Linked DNA regions of Mus musculus: region 2 is linked to region 1. A link is a contact called in public HiChIP or PLAC-seq data. All regions are on one chromosome and are shown on one strand. Each heading gives the region's core, a stretch centred on a gene start, on an enhancer-like site or on the middle of the called end of the contact. The rest is flanking DNA. Distances are from core to core; before and after follow the strand shown.

Evidence for each region. HiChIP or PLAC-seq counts read pairs in DNA pulled down with a chosen protein or histone mark.
Region 2: a contact with region 1 is called in a FOXA1 HiChIP or PLAC-seq map of pancreatic cancer cells. The contact joins the promoter of Edf1 here to the promoter of Tprn in region 1. A contact is called at or near these places in 15 of 39 promoter capture datasets (the C10 cell line, the HPC-7 cell line, cranial neural crest and 11 more), 17 of 484 Hi-C or Micro-C datasets (the C10 cell line, CD4 T cells, the G1E-ER4 cell line and 8 more), 12 of 115 datasets of contacts at active chromatin or transcription factors (the 230-238 cell line, the SCID.adh cell line, craniofacial prominence and 6 more) and 4 of 9 other capture datasets (adipose tissue, embryonic stem cells, liver and 1 more).

Annotation. Positions count from the first base shown.
Region 1 is chr2:25,260,457-25,264,030 of GRCm38.p6, forward strand. It overlaps Tprn (taperin), which reads left to right and starts at 2,142. Exons shown (of 4, transcript NM_175286.4): 1 at 2,142-3,574. The coding sequence starts at 2,232.
Region 2 is chr2:25,556,262-25,559,623 of GRCm38.p6, forward strand. It overlaps Edf1 (endothelial differentiation-related factor 1), which reads left to right and starts at 1,586. Exons shown (of 5, transcript NM_021519.2): 1 at 1,586-1,768. The coding sequence starts at 1,691. Gm35476 (a long non-coding RNA gene) reads right to left here and starts at 1,267. Exons shown (of 4, transcript XR_866044.3): 1 at 1,194-1,267.

The DNA.
Region 1 (3,574 bases), core at 892-3,391:
ATATTAGCCCAGAAACTTAGAATACCCAAGATACAATTTGCAAAACACAAGAAGATCAAGAAGAAGAAAGACCAAAGTGTGGATACTCCATTCCTCCTTAGAATAGGAAACAAAATACCCAAGGAAGGAATTACAGAGACAAAGTTTGGAGCTAAGACAAAAGGATGGACCATCCAGAGACTACCCCACCCGGGGATCCATCCCATAATTAGCCACCAAACCCAGACACTATTGCATATGCCAGCAAGATTTTGCTGAAGGGACCCTGATATAGCTGTCTCGTGTGAGGCTATGCCAGTGCCTGGCAAATACAAAAGTGGATGCTCACAGTCACCTATAGAATGGAACACAGGGCCCCCAATGGAGGAGCTAGGTAAAATACCCAAGGAGCTGAAGGGGTCTGCAACCCTATAGGTGGAACAACAATATAAACTAACCAGTACCCCCAGAGCTCATGTCTCTAGCTGCATATGTAGCAGAAGACTGCCATCATTGGGAAGAGAGGCCCCTTGGTCTTGCAAACTTTATATGCTCCAGTATAGGGGAACACCAGGGCCAAGAAGTGGGTGTGTAGGGGAACAGCTCAGGGAAAGAGTATAGGGAACTTTTGGGATAGCATTTGAAATGTATATAAAGAAAATATCTAATAAAAAATAAAACAAATATAAAAAAAAAAAAAAGCCATGCGTCCTAGAAGTTCCCTTTGAAAAGGTGATTTGAGGGCTGAGGCTATAGCTCAGTAGTAGAGTGCTTTCAGAAGGCTCTGGGTCTAATCTCTGGTACTACCAAGGGTAAATAAATGACTTGGGAAAGACTTCTGGAAAGCTGAAATTCAGTTTATAATTGCCAGTTTATATGGAGTGTGCCAGTGAGTAAGTTAAAGATCTAGCTAAGATGATGCCAGCTGTAGGCTGCCATGCAACCCAGAAGCCTAAAGGTACCTATCCCTAGGCTGAACTTGTATTTGCAGAGACCCACATTCCATGAAGCAGAGTCCCCTGGAAGGCAAGTGGCACCAGGGGCAGCAATGCCAGGCCTCAGCTGGCTGTGGTCTATAAGGCAGACAAAGGAAAAACACATCACCAGTCTGTAGCCCCCACCTTCCTAATGCCTCCAAGCAGTTGCCCTACTGTGTATGCTGGGGAGGGGTATATATTGCATACTATGCAGCGATACCCAAAGAAACTTTTCAAGACTTATCTGTCATGAGATTATGGCCCTTCAGAGTCACTAACCCCCTGTCCATTCTTGGAAGTTGGTGTTTCAACAGGAGTTAGTGGGACCTTTACCCTTGTTTTTGTACTTTTCTGCATGACAGACTGCCTAAATGTGTGAGGCTCAGTTGTTGTTGTTGTTGTTGTTGTTTTTCCGAGACAGGGTTTCTCTGTATAGCCCTGGCTGTCCTGGAACTCACTTTGTAGACCAGGCTGGCCTCGAACTCAGAAATCCGCCTGCCTCTGCCTCCAGAGTGCTGGGATTAAAGGCGTGCGCCACCACGCCCGGCTGAGGCTCAGTTTTTATGTGTAACCTGTGTGTGCGCAGAAACAAGGCTGCTTCCTTGATGCCTCCTACACACAATGGATACTTGGCAGGACCATGGGTGGCAAGCTGTGCACCAGATATTTACACACATAGTAGATCTGGGATCTACAAAACCAAGATCCTCGAAAATAGATTCTTTTTCCCCGGGTGGATCTCAGAAGCAGCATTTCTAGGTCCGAAAGGGGACCTTGGCGGCCTGTCCACAGAGGTTCAAGGACTCCAGATTGGAGCAGAGCCTGGGCCTAAAGGTGGAAGGCCCGTGCAGCTTGTGTACTGAAGTCAGAACTGTGTCAAGGTCACCTAGGTCGCAAGGGTCCGCAAGGCGATACCTGCTTTAATTACCACCCCTGCTTAAATTGGGGTCTAGGATCCCAGGTCCAGAGCGCAGAGGCGGAAGTGAGGAGCAGCCATTGAGCAGCGCTTCACTGGGTCCGCCAATAGGGTCTGGCTGCTGCCTGTCGTAGTCCAATGAGAACGCTGAAGGGGAGGGTTTTAGTGGGTGTTCTCCAGTTAACTGGGCCGTAGGCTTCTGCTATAGATAGGCAGTTCTGCCCTTAGGTCAGAGCGCGCTTGCCCAATTGGAGGCTACCAAGGGGGGCGTGGCACGGCGCGGTACTGAGGCAGGTAGCTGAGAGTCTGTACCGCGCGCGGTCGCCGTGCAGTCCTATCGGCGGCCGCGCGTCCGCAGCATGGCCGGCCTGGGGCGGCTCGACCCGGGGCCGCGAACCGTGATGCCCGCCTGGAAACGGGAGATCCTTGAGCGGAGGCGAGCTAAACTGGCCGCCCTGAGCGGAGGCCAGGGATCTGGAGCGGCGCCGGATGGGCCTAACGAGCGGCTGGTGCTGGCCGAGAGTCTGGGTCCACTAAGCCAGAACCCGTTCATGCGACTTGAGTCGGAGCGGCGGCGCGGGACGCGGCCCGCTCAGCAGCTGCTGGAGCTGTACTGTCGCGTGCCCGGCGTGCGGACCATTCGAGCGGACAACATCCTCATCATCGAGTCAGCGCCAGGCTTCCCACCCGCTGTGCCGCCCGCTGCGGGCATCCGCGCTGCCGAGGTAGTAGTGTACGAGGCGCCACAGCCCGGCCGTGTCAGCCGCCTGCTGGAAAAGTTCGACTCGCCTGCTGCGCCCTGCCGCCGCGGGAGCCCAGAGCGCTTCCGCCCTGCGCTCCCGCAGCTTCCCGTGGCGTCTGCATCTGCTGCCACGCGCACTCCTACCAATCGGTCGTTGGCTCCTGCCTCACCGGTGCGCCTCAGCCAGCCCGCACCCCCTATTTCGCCTGTCCCCGTTGCCCAGCGCGCGGGTCAGCGCTCTGCCTGTTGCGAGCCCGCGCACCCCGACGGCACTGCCGGCCCCGGGGCCCGGCGCAGCGACTTTTTACAGAAGACCGGCAGCAACTCTTTCACTGTTCACCCCCGGGGCCTGCCCCGCAGTGCGGTCAATCGCTCGCTTTCTAATGGACCCATGACTCAGGAATCCCCTACCGGCCCTGCCAATGGGTTGTCAGGCTCTCCGCCTGTACCGGGAAAGTGGAAGCCAAAGGTGGAGTCAAAGGAACCCTCTCTCCACCCGCCCCCAAGCCCTGGGACTCCAAGTGCCACTTCAGTTGGGCCCCCTGCCTTCCCAGCGCCCAGCCCAGCCAGTGCCACTCCCAGTCAGCGCCAGTGGGTCTCCTCTGCCACCAGCGCCAATGATTCCTTTGAAATAAGGCCATCCTCCAAGCCAGACATGGAAACTATCCCAATCGGGGACCTTCAGGCCAGGGCCCTGGCCAACCTCCGAGTGAACTCCCGCAACTCCTTCGTGTTGATCCCCAAGCGCAAAGCCCCTGGGAACTATCCTTTGGCGGGGAGGCAATTTGAGGAGCCAAAGGGGGAGGTGGGCTGGGCCTCTCAGAGCCAGGGGCTCGGATCCCAGCTGGTGTCTACAGTGGATGGTGCACCTGCCCTAGAGAAGAGTCCCTTGGCTGCTGAGATGCAGTGGGCAGTTAGGAAGGGGGCCTGCCCCAGGCCAGCAATTTCTGACACAGACAA
Region 2 (3,362 bases), core at 336-2,835, 300 kb after region 1:
TAGAAGCAGGCAGATCTTTATGAGTTCCAGACTAGCCAGTCCACACAGTGAGCCTTTAAACAAACAAACAAACAAACCAACCAAACCAAACCACCACCACCATGTATGTGTGGTGTGTGTGTGGAGTGTGTGTGGTGTGTATTCCATCTTGTTTTAAGTGTATGGGCATTTTGCCTTTACATGTCTGTACACCAACTGTGTGCCTAGTGCCCTCAGAGGCCAGAAGAGGGAATCAATGCCGCTGGAGTTAGAGTTACATCCTGCTGTTCTCAGGTTCTCTGCAAGAGCAGCAAATGCTCTTAGCCACTATGCCTCTATAATCATTTTGTTTTCCTCCCCAAGCAGGGTTCCATGTAGTCCTGGAAGGTCTCAAACTTGCTTTGTAGCTAAAGATAACCTTGACCTTCTGATCCTCATATCTCCACCTGGCAAATACGGGTGTTGCAGAAGTAATTTACATTATTATTATTATTAATTTAATGTATATGAGTACACGGTAGCTGTCTTCAGACACATCAGAAGAAGGCATAGTATTCAAATACAGATGTCAAGAACCACTATGTGGTTGCTGGGACCTCAGGATCTCTGGAAGAGCAGTTCCTGGAGAGAGAGCATCTCTCCAGGCTCCTTTTTTTGGTGTGTGTGTATTTTTGTATTTATAGGGTGTTTTTGTTTGTTTTTTGAGACAGTTTCTCTATGTAGCCTTGGCTGTCCCGGAGCTCGTTTGGTAGACTAGGCTGACCTCGTACCCAAAGATTCTTCTGCCTCGGCCTTCCGAATGCTGGGATTAAAGACCACCACCTCGAGGCTGAGTTGCTTATTTTTAAAGTAATTTTGTTTCTATGTATTCCAAAGAAGCCATCAATGGTTCACATGTTTCTGGCCCCACAAAATTTGCCAGCTGCTGTTTCTCTCCCAGAGAGCACCTCCAAAGGAACTTCGAAGTACTGGTATAATGCCAAGCTACAAGCACAAGAGAACCTGGATTCTATCCTGGGATCTCCTAAGGCGTGGCCTGGAAGACAGGTGTATACCCACTGGTGTGGGGGACGCTGGCCCAGGTTCTCCAGAAGTAAGGTGGTGGAGACCGGCTGGGATCAGTAGGATCCCACTTGTACGGCACCTGTGCTAGCATGGCGTGTGTGTAGGTCTCCAGGGCCCCCTTCTCCGTGCCTCACTCCCCTCGCAGATACCTGTGTTCCCTCTCCGCCCCAGCTCTCTTCCGGGTCCCCACTCTTTTTACTAAGGTTCTTCTCTCTTCTGCACTTTTTTTCTCGGGATCCTCCACTCTCTTCTTCGGTCCTCCCGTCTGCTCTCCATGTCCTCTCCGCTCTTCTCTCCTTTAGGGTCCCTCACTCTCCGCTCCCTTCGATCCCCACACAATTCCCACCCCTGGCGCTCCGCCCTGCGCAGCCACAGGGACACGGGACTGGAACCGTGGCGGCGATCAGGCGTCGCCCTCCACGCGCCGCCCGCGGGCAGCCCCCGCGGGTCCCTAGACTAGCCGGGTGCGGATTGGCCGCAGAGCTCGGGAAGTGCGGGCTCCTGGAACCACCGACCAATGGGAACCAGGGGCGGGACCGAGGCGCTGGCGCCGGAAGCGGGGAGGCGACGAAGGGACGTCGCGTCGCCGCGCCGGGTCTCGAGCAGCTGCCAGAGCCGCCGGACGGATCGCTGCCCCCGCCGCGCCATGGCCGAGAGTGACTGGGACACCGTGACGGTGCTGCGCAAGAAGGGCCCCACGGCCGCACAGGCCAAGTCTAAGCAGGTGCTCAGCCAGCGGGGGGCGGCGGGAAGCTGCCGGGCCGCACGGCGCTCTGCGGTCGCTGGGCCGAGCCGGGGAATCCGGCAGTGGGTGGGGACCCGAACGGATCTTTCGAGGGTGGAGACCTTGGGGGACAACAGGTACTCCTTGGAGATGGAGTACGGGAAAAGACTGGGGTAGAGGGCAGCTGACCTGCGCGAGGCTGGGGCAAAGGTCGGAGCAGGGGGATGGGAATGTGGCCTGGGCTCTGGACTGGGACAGGCCTGGGTGAGGACCTGGATGGAGATGAAAACAGGATTGAGAACAGGTGCAAGTGTGGGTCAGAGAACCTGGCTGGTCACTAAATGTGGGGTGGGCAACGTGGGCATTAGGCGCAGGAAACTTGGGAACCAGGGTAGGGGCAGTCCTGCTGAAGGTTTTGCCCTTACCTGGTATCAGCCTGTGCTGGCATCACTGGTGGCTTCCTGCCCATGATGCCCACCCAGGCGATGTCAGCCTATAAAGAGGGCTGTGTGAGACATTGGTCTGATGTCCTCTCCATAGGTGAACTCTGTGTCCCTGAGCCCTGGATGCTGTGGTTCCCTAAGTGGTACTGACCAGAGCTGGAGTTATTTGCCATAGTTGAAGCCAAGTCCACAGTCCTCTTTTCAGGAGAACTTGGAATCATCCTTAAGTGTGTAGAAAGTCTGAGCATATTACACAGAGACGCTCACATGCCACTCCTCTGAAGCAGGATGTTAATACTCAGTTACTGTGGCCCAGGCATCATCGTTAGTGGTCCTACTTCCCAGGGAGACTACTGAGACTACTGTGGGGTGTGTCATTTCTCATTAGGAACCGTACTGGCCGAAGAAGCCAGGGCAGCATTCCACACCTTTCTGCTTTATAGCAGAGTTTGGAAGAAAACTAGCTCTGTTTCCAATAAAGAACCTGGTCGCCTGTACTGTGTGTGCGCATGCACGTGCTCTGATATTGATTTCTGGGTCTAGTGTATCTAGCACTAAGAAGGCTTGAATCAGCCTTCTGAGGGCTAGGATCACAGTCCTGTGCCACCATACCCAGCTCACACCTGTCTTAGTGTAAAAGTGAGTTGGTTCTTTTAGCAGTAGTTCAATGCATGTTATCTAGATATGTGTGTACAGTGTACCCCTGTTTCTTTGGGGACACATTCTGAGGCTGCTCAGTAGATGCCTGAAACTGAGTTGTGCTGGATCCTGTATGTAGTGTGTGTTCTCCTACTCATATATACCCACCCATGAAGAAGTTTATAGATTAGGCACAGTAAGAAATAGTAATAAGGGTTGGAGAGTTGGCTCTGTGGTGAAGAATACTTGCTGTTCTTACAGACCCAAGGTCAGGTACCAGCATCAACATGGCAGTTCACACCTGCCAGTAACTCCAGGTCTGGTGGACCCCAACACCCGCTTCTGGCTCTATGGGCGCTGTATGCAGACAAATACTCATGTAAGCCAGTCATAAGTAATGGTTGAAAAGAACAGCTGTAACAGTACACTGTAATAGGAGTTGTGCCAGTGTGGTTTCCTGGGGTCCTATATGCACCCTTCTTTTAGGGATGGTGTGAAGTGATAGATTATCT